2 separate regions of the Mus musculus genome follow, and region 1 is linked to region 2. Evidence: chromatin contacts called from public Hi-C data. All regions are on one chromosome and are shown on one strand. The core of a region is the stretch at or near the end of the contact, and the rest is flanking DNA. Distances in the headings are between cores, read along the strand shown. Region 1 overlaps Micu1 (mitochondrial calcium uptake 1). Region 2 overlaps Mcu (mitochondrial calcium uniporter).

The links. Hi-C and Micro-C count contacts between places; a contact is called where the count stands out from the background.
Region 1: a Hi-C map of liver shows a contact between it and region 2, with 1.8 times the contacts expected there. The contact joins two enhancer-like sites. A contact is called at or near these places in 2 of 484 Hi-C or Micro-C datasets (liver and nephron progenitors), 10 of 115 datasets of contacts at active chromatin or transcription factors (double positive thymocytes, embryonic fibroblasts, embryonic hindbrain and 3 more) and 1 of 9 other capture datasets (embryonic stem cells).

The regions. Positions count from the first base shown.
Region 1 is chr10:59,782,465-59,787,777 of GRCm38.p6, forward strand. The region is part of intron 6 of Micu1 (mitochondrial calcium uptake 1); the gene reads left to right. Among named protein-coding and RNA genes, the nearest start is that of Gm17059, 15 kb to the right of the region's middle. Within about 2 kb of position 4,002, at least 24 of the 459 cell types and tissues checked have an H3K27ac peak or open chromatin away from gene starts, as enhancers often do. A contact at or near this core is called in hepatocytes and liver, where this site is marked.
Region 2 is chr10:59,523,517-59,528,236 of GRCm38.p6, forward strand. All of the region lies in intron 1 of Mcu (mitochondrial calcium uniporter), which reads right to left. Among named protein-coding and RNA genes, the nearest start is that of Gm40671, 50 kb to the right of the region's middle. Within about 2 kb of position 1,370, at least 20 of the 459 cell types and tissues checked have an H3K27ac peak or open chromatin away from gene starts, as enhancers often do. A contact at or near this core is called in hepatocytes and liver, where this site is marked.

The sequences.
Region 1 (5,313 bases), core at 2,752-5,251, 260 kb after region 2:
TAGCCATCGTCCTGTCGTCCTCCCAGCGTGCCTGCTCTCTGCTGCTGCTTTCCTGGTTCCTTAAACACCAGCTCCTTCCCATACTCCACCCTTTCCACAGCCTTCTCTTTATCCAATTCTTTGGGGAACAGCTTCATGTCTGACTCCTTACCGCTGACCACACAATATACCAGCAGCAGCTCCCAGCCCTAACCTTCTAACCTACAGTCCATATTTCCACTGTCTCCTCACTGTCCCCATCAGAGTGCACTGCGGAGTCTGTGAACTTGGCACGGACCCCTGTGGCAGCAACTTCATTCAGTCACCCCTTTCACATGGGTTTAATTCCTTCTTTTAAGTGACATGAGTCATGTAAGCCAGCCACGCAGTCACCTTTTCACTGTCCATACATCTCAGCTAACAATCATACACTCCATAGTTCTTGCCTTCTTCAGGTGCTGCGGATTCCTCCTCTATCCATTAGCACTGCCCACACCTCAGCTCATATAATCCAGTTCACAGGAGCTGCTGAGACCTGCTCTGAAGTTTACCTCCTTTGCAGCTCATCCTTCAACGCTGGCCAGACAAAGCCTTCCTAAATGCCCAGTAGGACCACTATTTGGAGTCTCCATATTGTCCACTGTCATTAGGCCCTCAGGCACCACAGAAACTAGGCACATAGTGTAGGTGAGTGCAGGGGACCTAGAGAGAGACACCAAGGAAGAATGGGAGAGCATGGTTCATGTTCAGAATTTTGAACAACATGGCACAGCTCCGAGAGTCTCGAGCTGCCTCTGGGTCTGAGGTTAGACCTGAGCCAGGTCTAAGCTGCCGAGCAGCCTGTCAGCAGGTTTCGTTGAGATGAGTGCCTTTACCTCTCGGCTCTGTAGAGAGTGACACAGCAACTAGCTCAGGTCCTGTTTTGTCTTCAGGTCAGAGCATCTCAGCATGAAACAAATGTGAGTGTGTCTCTGTGCTCTTACTGGATCACGACGTGAGAGAGACGCGGGCCTGGAGTCAGGGTTGCGCTAAGTCCAGTTCCAGGCCGGCCACGTACTGTGATGCTCTGGCCTAGACGGTTAACTGCTCGAGCCTCGGTTCACTCCTCTCGGTGGTTTTTGTTCTGCTTTGGTTTTGTTGTTGCTTTAACTAACATTCTGCTGACTTGGTTATATTCTAAGCAGTAAGGTGGCTATAGCTGTGATAAAATCTAGCCATTTTTATTGTTTTGTTTCAATACCAAAGCAGGCTCAGGTATGGCTCCTTTAAGATTTAGAGAGACAAAGTTTTACTTATCTGACTCACAGAAATTAACCATTTTCTTTTACTTCTGTTGTGCAGTGGATACCAGCAGGTGGCCTACAGGAAGTTTGGTTTTTGGGGTTTTTTGTTTTTGTTTTTGTTTTTTGGAGTTTTTTAGATTTCTTTGAAGCATGAATGAGTAATTTTTTGCTGTATGTTTAATTCCAGTGACATATGATCATGGAGATAAGCTGTTCAGCACATGCCTTTAATCCCAGCACTTAGGAGGCAGGGGCAGATGGTTCTGTGAGTTTGAGGATGGCCTGGTGTACAAAACCAGTTCCAGGACATTGAGAACTACACAGAGGAACCCTGTCTTTGAAAAACCGAAGGGGCGGAGGGTTGAAGGGGGTGTGTTTGCTCATAACCAGTAAGTCTGCCGAGATCGTATTAAGGGCCAGACTCACCACTGACCACACTGTCTGATACTGAGAAAAATAAAATGCTTTTAAAAAGAAGAAACAGTGTATGTGACCCAAACCCATTCAAACTTTGCTAATGGGATTAATGTCCATGGACAGTGACTGTTCAGATTCTGACAGTCTCATAAGGTTATCTGCAGCAGCATTTGGGGAAGGAAAGACAGTAAGAGGTATAAGAAAATGACTGTAAAGAAAATAAAAAGTATCTAGGACTGCTACTGAGGGTGGCAGCGCCCCTTCTTGCTGGGGCTGACTCCCCGATACTCAAGTCTGATCTGTGGGTTCCAGCGGCAGAATGCTCTCAGTAGATGCTCTACAGGAAGCCTCTGGCCATTGTGACAGGCCGCTACTCCAGAGGGTGTTTAGTTGGTTCCTCTACTTTGCCAGTCTTTCTCACGTGTGCACCATACATGTGCATACATGCGTGTATGTGTGCACACAGATGAAGTCTTGGAGATGATTCTGAAAGGTGGGAAGAGAGGAATCACGGCTGATGAATTACTACAGATGCTACAAAAATGTACATCACCCAGCGTGATGGAAAGCCACGCACCCAGACTGTAGAGAAGCTGCAGTCTGTTCTGGAGGATGCCAAGGTCAGCTCAGCCCAGACCTACAGAAGGCGCGGAGTGCTGGGAATAATGCCATCATTGGCTTGGGTGACCTGGTTTTTGAATGGTGAGCCTAGCAGGCTTTTCCAGTCCCCGTATGGTCTGGTAAAGGTTTCAGCAGTGCCTCCCTCCCTCCCTCCCTCCCTCTGTGTCCATCTCTGGCCCCTGACATAATTACTTTCAAAGGCAGTGTTACTTAATTACTCCCTGGCCTTTGCTGTGTGTGCCTGAGATCCTCAAGACTGAAATTAGATTCTTTACGTTGCGAGAGGGAGTCCGGAAGAGCTCAGAGGGATTGTCCCTGTGACGAAGAAGAGAGTCCAAATCACGAATCAGGATTACAGTAGCCAAAACTGGTTCCAGAAACCCTCTGGAACCCATCAACAAGGATCTCGTCATCCTGGGTCAACGGCTCTCCAGCTGTTGGAGTGAGAGCCTATAAATCGCCTTTCTTTAAAAGAAGCCAGACAGAAGTGCTTGGTATTTAGCTGGGTTTTAGGCATGATCCCAGTGTTCAGGTATTAAGTAGTCTGTCTGAAACCTTTTACCTGATTCCCTACATTCTCCGATCGATGACTGCAGGTTGCTGACCCTGGCAGAGGGTGAGAGGCCAGCGGGGCATCAGGGGAAGCTCCTGCTTTGTTCATGCCAAAGCCAGGTAAAGTGTGTCATCATTATCTGTCATCTGCCAGCAGCCGCTAGCAGAGGGCTAACCACTGCCACCACTTGCCCTGATGTTCACAGCTGCCTTCTGCATCTCTCACGATACACAGCAGAGCAAATCTGCGCTACCCCCACCCCACCCCACCCCACCCCACCTCCCACCCCCAAACCCCACGATGTCCTGCTGCAGCCCACAGTCTGGACCACTTTTGGTTTGTTTGGTTTTAATCTTGTGTGTATGCATGTTTTGCCTATTTGTATGTCTCTGTCTGGTGCCAGCAGAGGCTAGAAAAGGAAGTCAGATCTTCTTGGAACTAGAGTTACAGACAGCCATGTAGGCACAGAAAACCAAACTCAGTTCCACTACAAAAACAGCCAGTGCTCTTAATCACTGAGCCATCTCTCCAATCCTTTGTTTTGTTTTGTTGTTTAAACATTCAAGATTGCAAGTTAGAAAATCCACCAATAAATAAATGGAATTATCCATCTTAATGCTTGACTCAAGCGGTGCACGGTGGCTCCTGCCTTTAATCCCAGCAGATCTGTGTAAGTTTGAGGCCAGCTAGGAGTTCAAGGCCATCTAGGACTACAACATGAGACCCCATCTCAAAAAAACAAACAACAAAAAACCTGAAGTTTGACACTTACCAACATCTTAGTAGAAGATTAGAAAGAATATTTTTGAAAAGTGCCAATAGCCACGTGTTAATGGCACGCACCTTTAATCCCAGCACTCAGGAGTCAGAGACAGGCAGATCTCTGAGTTTGAGGGCTACAGAGTGAGTTCCAGGACAACCAGGACTGCACAGAGAAGCCTTGTCTTGAAAAAAATAGAAGGAAGGAGAAAGAAAGATGCCAATTAACATAAAAATGGGATTCTCCAAGTGGTGTTCTGCTCAGCAATCGTAGCTCCAGCCTAAAGAACAGTAGTTACGGACCAGGGAGGCAGTGCACTGGGGAGGCTGAGGCCAGCAGACCAAGCAAAGGAACAAATCTGTTGGATGCCAACATCAAGTGAATCAGACATCTGGAAGCTGATAGGCACAGCATTCACCGAGGCAACCAGCGATGCAAGCCAGGAACTTTCCAGCCAGCTGCCTGTGTGTCTGAAAGGAGAATTGGCACCCAGGAAGTACTGCTGTTGACAAACTCACAGTGGGGGCTTGGACTCTCTGGTTATACATGCTGTGCAAAGCTCATCACACACACACCTCTGTGTCTACAAACAATCCTCACGGTTATGGTTTGGTTTGGTTTGGGGGTGTTTTGATTTTTGTTTGTTGTTTGTTTAGTAAAAATGATGATAACTGAAAACTTGTTTAGTGGTATCGGGACAGACAGGACACTTACTTTGGTTTATTCTCTAAAGCTCTGCAAGTTGGGAGCACAGAAGGAAGGGAGGAGGAAAATGCCTTCGTTTTCTTTACGAGAACACCTTAACGGTGCTCAGGAGAACAGCCATTCATTTCCGTTTCATTATGACACGCGAAGTGTATTAATTGTGTTTTGATTGATTCTGAAACACTAAAGCCTGGTGCAGGGGCTAAAGTCACTCACTTAAGGAGGAAGTATGTCCAGTCCGTGGAGTTTATCTTGGTTGTTCTTGTTGTTGTTGTTGGCGGTTGGTTTTTGTTTTGTTTTGTTTTGTTTTGTTTTTCAAGCTTCAACTGAATTTTAGCATTTAAGGGTGCTTCACTTAGTAATTGGTGTATGAGGCCAGCATCTTGAAGAGGGAGCTGACTGACTTACGGTACACTTTCCTGTCCTACCAGGGAACAGTGATGATGATGGCTAGAAGCCCCCACAGCAAAGTGACGCTCACAGAACACTGCACATGTGTAAAGCTAGCTTGTTTAATGGCAAGGGCGGAGGCCTAGACTCTGACCTTGCATCGAATCAGTGGTATGGCTTGTCGTAGACAGGCTGTCTCAGCTCAGTAAATAATAGTGTATTCAAAGCTAACATGGTGTGCGTGCTTAGCGTGTAACAACCAAAAAATGGGAAAGAGTGTCATACAGCTGAAACTGAACTGTCACTCAGCAAAACCGAAGTATTTAAGAAAGGAGAGATGGCTGGGTGATTTAGAGCACTGGCTGCTCTTGCAAAGGATCGAGGTGTAACTCCCAGCACCCACCGGCTGTTAATCCAGTCTTAGGGAATCCAACGCCCTCTCCTGGCCTCTACAAGCACTGCACATACTTGGTATGTAAACATGCAGGCAGGCAAGACACCCATACACATAAAATGTTCTTTTTTTTTTTTTTAGATGTAAAAAGGTTGAAATAAAAACAAAACAAAACAAAACAAAACCAGGAAAATGCAGTTTTTAGGGGCCA
Region 2 (4,720 bases), core at 120-2,619:
CTTCCTATAAAGCCCTTCCTGGCCCTTGTATCTGACTGAAAATACAGACAGGATAATCAGGAAGTTTTAAGCGATTGCTAGATATTTGACGCTATTAAAGTGTTACTATTTTTCATTTGATAACGGCATTGCGGCTACTCTTAACTTTCAGAGAAATATTGGAGCATTTATGGAAACATTCACAGGATAAGTGATTTGTATAAAGTAGTCCCAGTATCTGTATGTGTGCCAAGGACGATGACTGAGGTGAAGACGAAGACTTCCACGTAAACCCAGACCCAGTGGCTGTGGGCGTCATTCAGGGATTTGGAAGGCGGAGGAGGCTTGAGGATCAAGTCTGCGCCTTCTTTAGACTACTGCATTACTGAATGAAAGTTCTGCAGCCTCTGAGGCTCGCCGAGCGTTTATCAGACAGGCAGTGTAATAGCCAAGCAGAAGGTGAGAGATGACAGAAGACAGCTGGATAAAGGAGTGCAGGAAATATTAGAGTTGCTACAGATCTTGCAGAGAAAGACCTCTAAGACAAACAGAGCAAGCAGGGCAAGCACTGACACTGAACTCTTGTGTGCGCCAACACTGATATAAACCAAGACGGATAACCCAGATGGAAAGGCCCACTTCCTTTTGCTCCTGGAAATTATTGTTTAAGTCAATCTTGCTTTACAATAGAACTCAGACAGGAGACGAGGGGGAGGTTACTCTATTGTATGAGGAATCCAGAAACAGCAAGTCATGAATAATACAAATGAAACATGAAGCAAAGCTCTTGGCCCAAGGTCTGAAGGTTGTATGAAGAATGAAATCATCTCTGGTGAGCTAGATAGAAAAGTGGCCTGCAGTTACTCCCAGGTCACAAACAGTTTAAGATGGCGTTGAGCTAGTGATCTCTCCCTGGTAATCGACTGAACAGAAAGGCCAGAATACGTGCCATAGGCACGTATCGAAGAAGGGCTAAAACCCAATGCAGAAAATGAAGCTTCACAGATCTAATGCTCTGGTGGCCGTTTAAACCAGAGACCAGTAGAAGACACACAAACAATGTATTTGAGGAAAGCAGGCTCCGGGGCAGGATTCTGGCCAGGTTCACTGAAGACACAGTTAAGAATTCCTGACCAAAAAACTGTCAACCCTGCGTTGCTCATAAACCGTTCCTTGTAAAGAAAAGCAGCGCTGATTTATATTTTGATCAAGTGCAAAATTATTTTAGACACTAAAACCATGAGACTAACAACAACTGGCTAACTTATTTGTTTAGCTCTAGTCTATGCCAATGCTGAGGTTAATGGGCAATCAGTACCACAAAGAGGACAAACTGAGGTGGCTGCATGCTCTCGCCATGTGGGAGGCCTTAGGTCCCACCCCAATACTCCACCCACACACAAAAGGTCACAGTACACTAACAGCCTGCTTCTCCAAGAGCCAGTCTGTCTCCCTAAAGTGTGCAGGTGAGACCCACAAAGTCGCCAGGGAACGCCTTAGGTTGCCCTAGGAGAGGGCACCAGCCTCTTCACTGTAAGAGTTTCTCTCTGAGCTCAACGCTTCAGCACCCAAATTCCTCAAAAGCTACACCGGTGTCCCGAAAGGGGACCACACAGGAATGCAGGCACTGTGCTGAGGAGTCGGCGGAATCAATTACCTAGAATCCTCACCTAAAAGAACAGTTCCTATTTTTAGTAGCAACTGTAAAAACAAACAGGCAAAGAGCTACCAAAGGTGAAAAGTATCTAGGTTAGATCGAGTCCCTCCAGAGATGTAGGCGTTATGGGAAGAACAGAGTCAGGGTTGGAAAGCTAGAAACAGCAGCCTTAGCTCCAGTACTGGTGGAGACTACAGCCTCCCTCAGAGCCCGCAGCACTCCAGACTCTGCTTTCTCTGTGTGTGATAGAAGACGGATCCTATGGCCTTCCAGGTCCTGATTAGAAAATTCCAATAGGCCCTTTCCATCCTGCAGCATCTATACTATAATTGCGGGTCATCATAAATGGATTTATAGTCATAACAATGTCAGTACCAGGCAACAGAATCATTTTGAAGCTCTGTTGTGCACTGTTACCTCCCTTACGTACCCAGCATCCCATCTGTGGTACTGAGAGTACACATTCTCTAAAGAAGCTGATGGACGACTGTGGATAGGGTCCTAAAGGCCTTTCCTCAAATCTTCCCCCCCAAATTGATGATAATATGAAAAACTTTCTAGTTTCTCTCTTCAATAAAGCTACGTAAGATAGTCTAATATTCAACACTTACTTATGCACTGTATGATGAATAAATGCTGTGCCACTTTTTGTTATGTTCAGTTTTGGGTTGTGGATCTTCCTGTGTAGACCAAGCTGGCCTTTGACTTACAGAGAACCACATGGCTCTGCCTCCGGATCGCTGAACAGGTGCAACCACGCCCAACTCTTTCTTGATTTTTATAAATCACATAAAGACAAAGAGATTTGTCTAGAAAGTACAAGTTTCTCTTCCTTGGGTTTCAGGTACTCTTACATGCCTTACCCTTACTGACAGCAGCTGTCCACCTTGCCAGTAAGAACACATTTCAGAGCCTGTAACTTTTAGAAAGGATTTCATGAGGTGTGCAGATTTATTAAAGCCACCCAGCAAATAAATCCTAATTTAGAAGCGAACGACAGGCTTCTCCATCTTCTTTACATTATTTGTCGAATTGATTATAAAAAACAATTAATAATCACAGAAACAACAGCTCAAACAAATGTTGGGTGTCCAGTAGATCTCAAGAGAATCACACGGCCACACTCTCATTTATTGTTTGTGGTCCTTGGGGTAGGGGTAGAAAATCCATAAAAGGAGAAATGCAAATGGCAAGAAGTTGGGAAATGTTTCACTGTAAGAAAGGACAAACGTTTACACTGTAGTGACAATTGTAAAGTGAGACAAAGTACCTTCCTGTATTTCAGTACTCAGAAGTCTAAGTCAGGAAGATGCTGAGTTTGAGGTCAGCCTGAGCTACACAGTGAGACCCCCCATTGGGAGAGAGGGAAGAAACTACAAACAAAAATAAGAATTAAATGTTTTAAAAGTGGAAGTAGGCCAGAGATGGCTCAGAATTTAGATCACATACTACCTTTGAAGAGAACACGAGTTTGGTTCCCAGCATCCTCTTTCAATAGCTCCCAAATATCTGTAACTACAGCTCCGGAGGACATGATGCCCCCTTCTGGCATCTGTGGGCACTGTGCTCACATACACATACAGACACATAACAGAAAAATGTTTAAATCTTAAAAAAACAAAAACAAAACAACAACAAAAAAAAAAACCTACAAGCAAACAGTAATGAACTCAACCCAAATACACATCTTTGAAAGTTTATCATTAAGATCTTCATTGCTAAAACTAGAAGGTAAAATAGCTATAATTTTATTATAAAATATCATTTGACTTTATCTGAATTAAAATACAGTGGGATCCTGTTGTGTTTAACATGTAAAAGAATGAAGAGCAAACTGCTAAAGGTATCACAGTAGAAGACAGGCCTGCCTGCTTTCTATTCTACAGACTTGTAAGTGTTGTGTAACTTGTTTATAAGTCTCATATACGACCCTAATTAATAATTTATAAAAATTAAAAAAAAATAGACACCTAGAAGCAGTTCCTGGAAGGATGCAGACAGATGGAATGGTGGCTGCGGTACAGGAATGTCCCCTCTGTGTACTTTTGTTTGCTCTTTTAAGATGCCAGGCCGAGTACTTTTCCATTTGCAGTCTTGGGATGTTTCTCTTTTTCCTTTTATGCATGCAGCCTTATGTCTTCCCTTTCTGCATTTATGGGCTGAATAAATTTTAGCCATTATTACCTTTGTAATTAGAGCCGAGAAAAGAGAGAGAGAGAGAGAGAGAGAGAGAATAAACTATGGGAAACCGCAATATGCAGAAGCACTGACTGTTGCCGCATCACCACACTGGAACTCCCGAGGTTAGGCCATACATGAGGTCACACAGCTCTCAGGGTGAGATCCAAAAGAGCGCCCTCGGGGCTCCAGGTACAAGCAAGACATGGCAGCCATGAATGCTATGCAGCAAAATGGCGTGACAGCTCGCTACCATGAGCAGCAGGAAGCACGAGGAGATCGACAGTAGGCTTTTCCTTCACAGCCTGAGCAGATAAAAGTAACAGTGAACAGGCCGGGTAGCTCAGCCAGTAGGGGACTTGCCTAACATGTACAAAGCCTTTGGTTCAATCTCCAGTACCAAATGAAAACATGCCCTGCAATCCCACACATCAGTAGCACACACCGCAATCCCAGCACTGCAGAGGTGGAAGCAGGCGGGTCTGCTTAAAGGCTTTGGCATAGTCTTTCTGACAACCTCCCTTCTGCAACAGGGGATCAGAACAATACAGAAGATGAAGCCTCATCTCTACAAGAAGGGACAAAACCCTATGAAATGGATTTACCATATTAACCTGCGAGATCACGTCTGGGTATGGCCCTGACAGGCTCCAAGTCAACACAACACAGTGCTGTTGCGCAACAATGTTTATCGCAGCCCTATTTGTCATAACAGAGGAAAAGATGGAGAAAATGGGGTGTGTGCACATGTGCAAGAATCTCTTCTTCCGCCATAAAAGAATGCAAGTAGGTTGTTGGCAGCAAATGAATACAGCTGCAGATTACCATATTAAGCCATATTATGCTGCTCTCAGAAAGACAGGTATTCTCTCATCTGTGGTTCCTATATTTTATATAGTTATATAA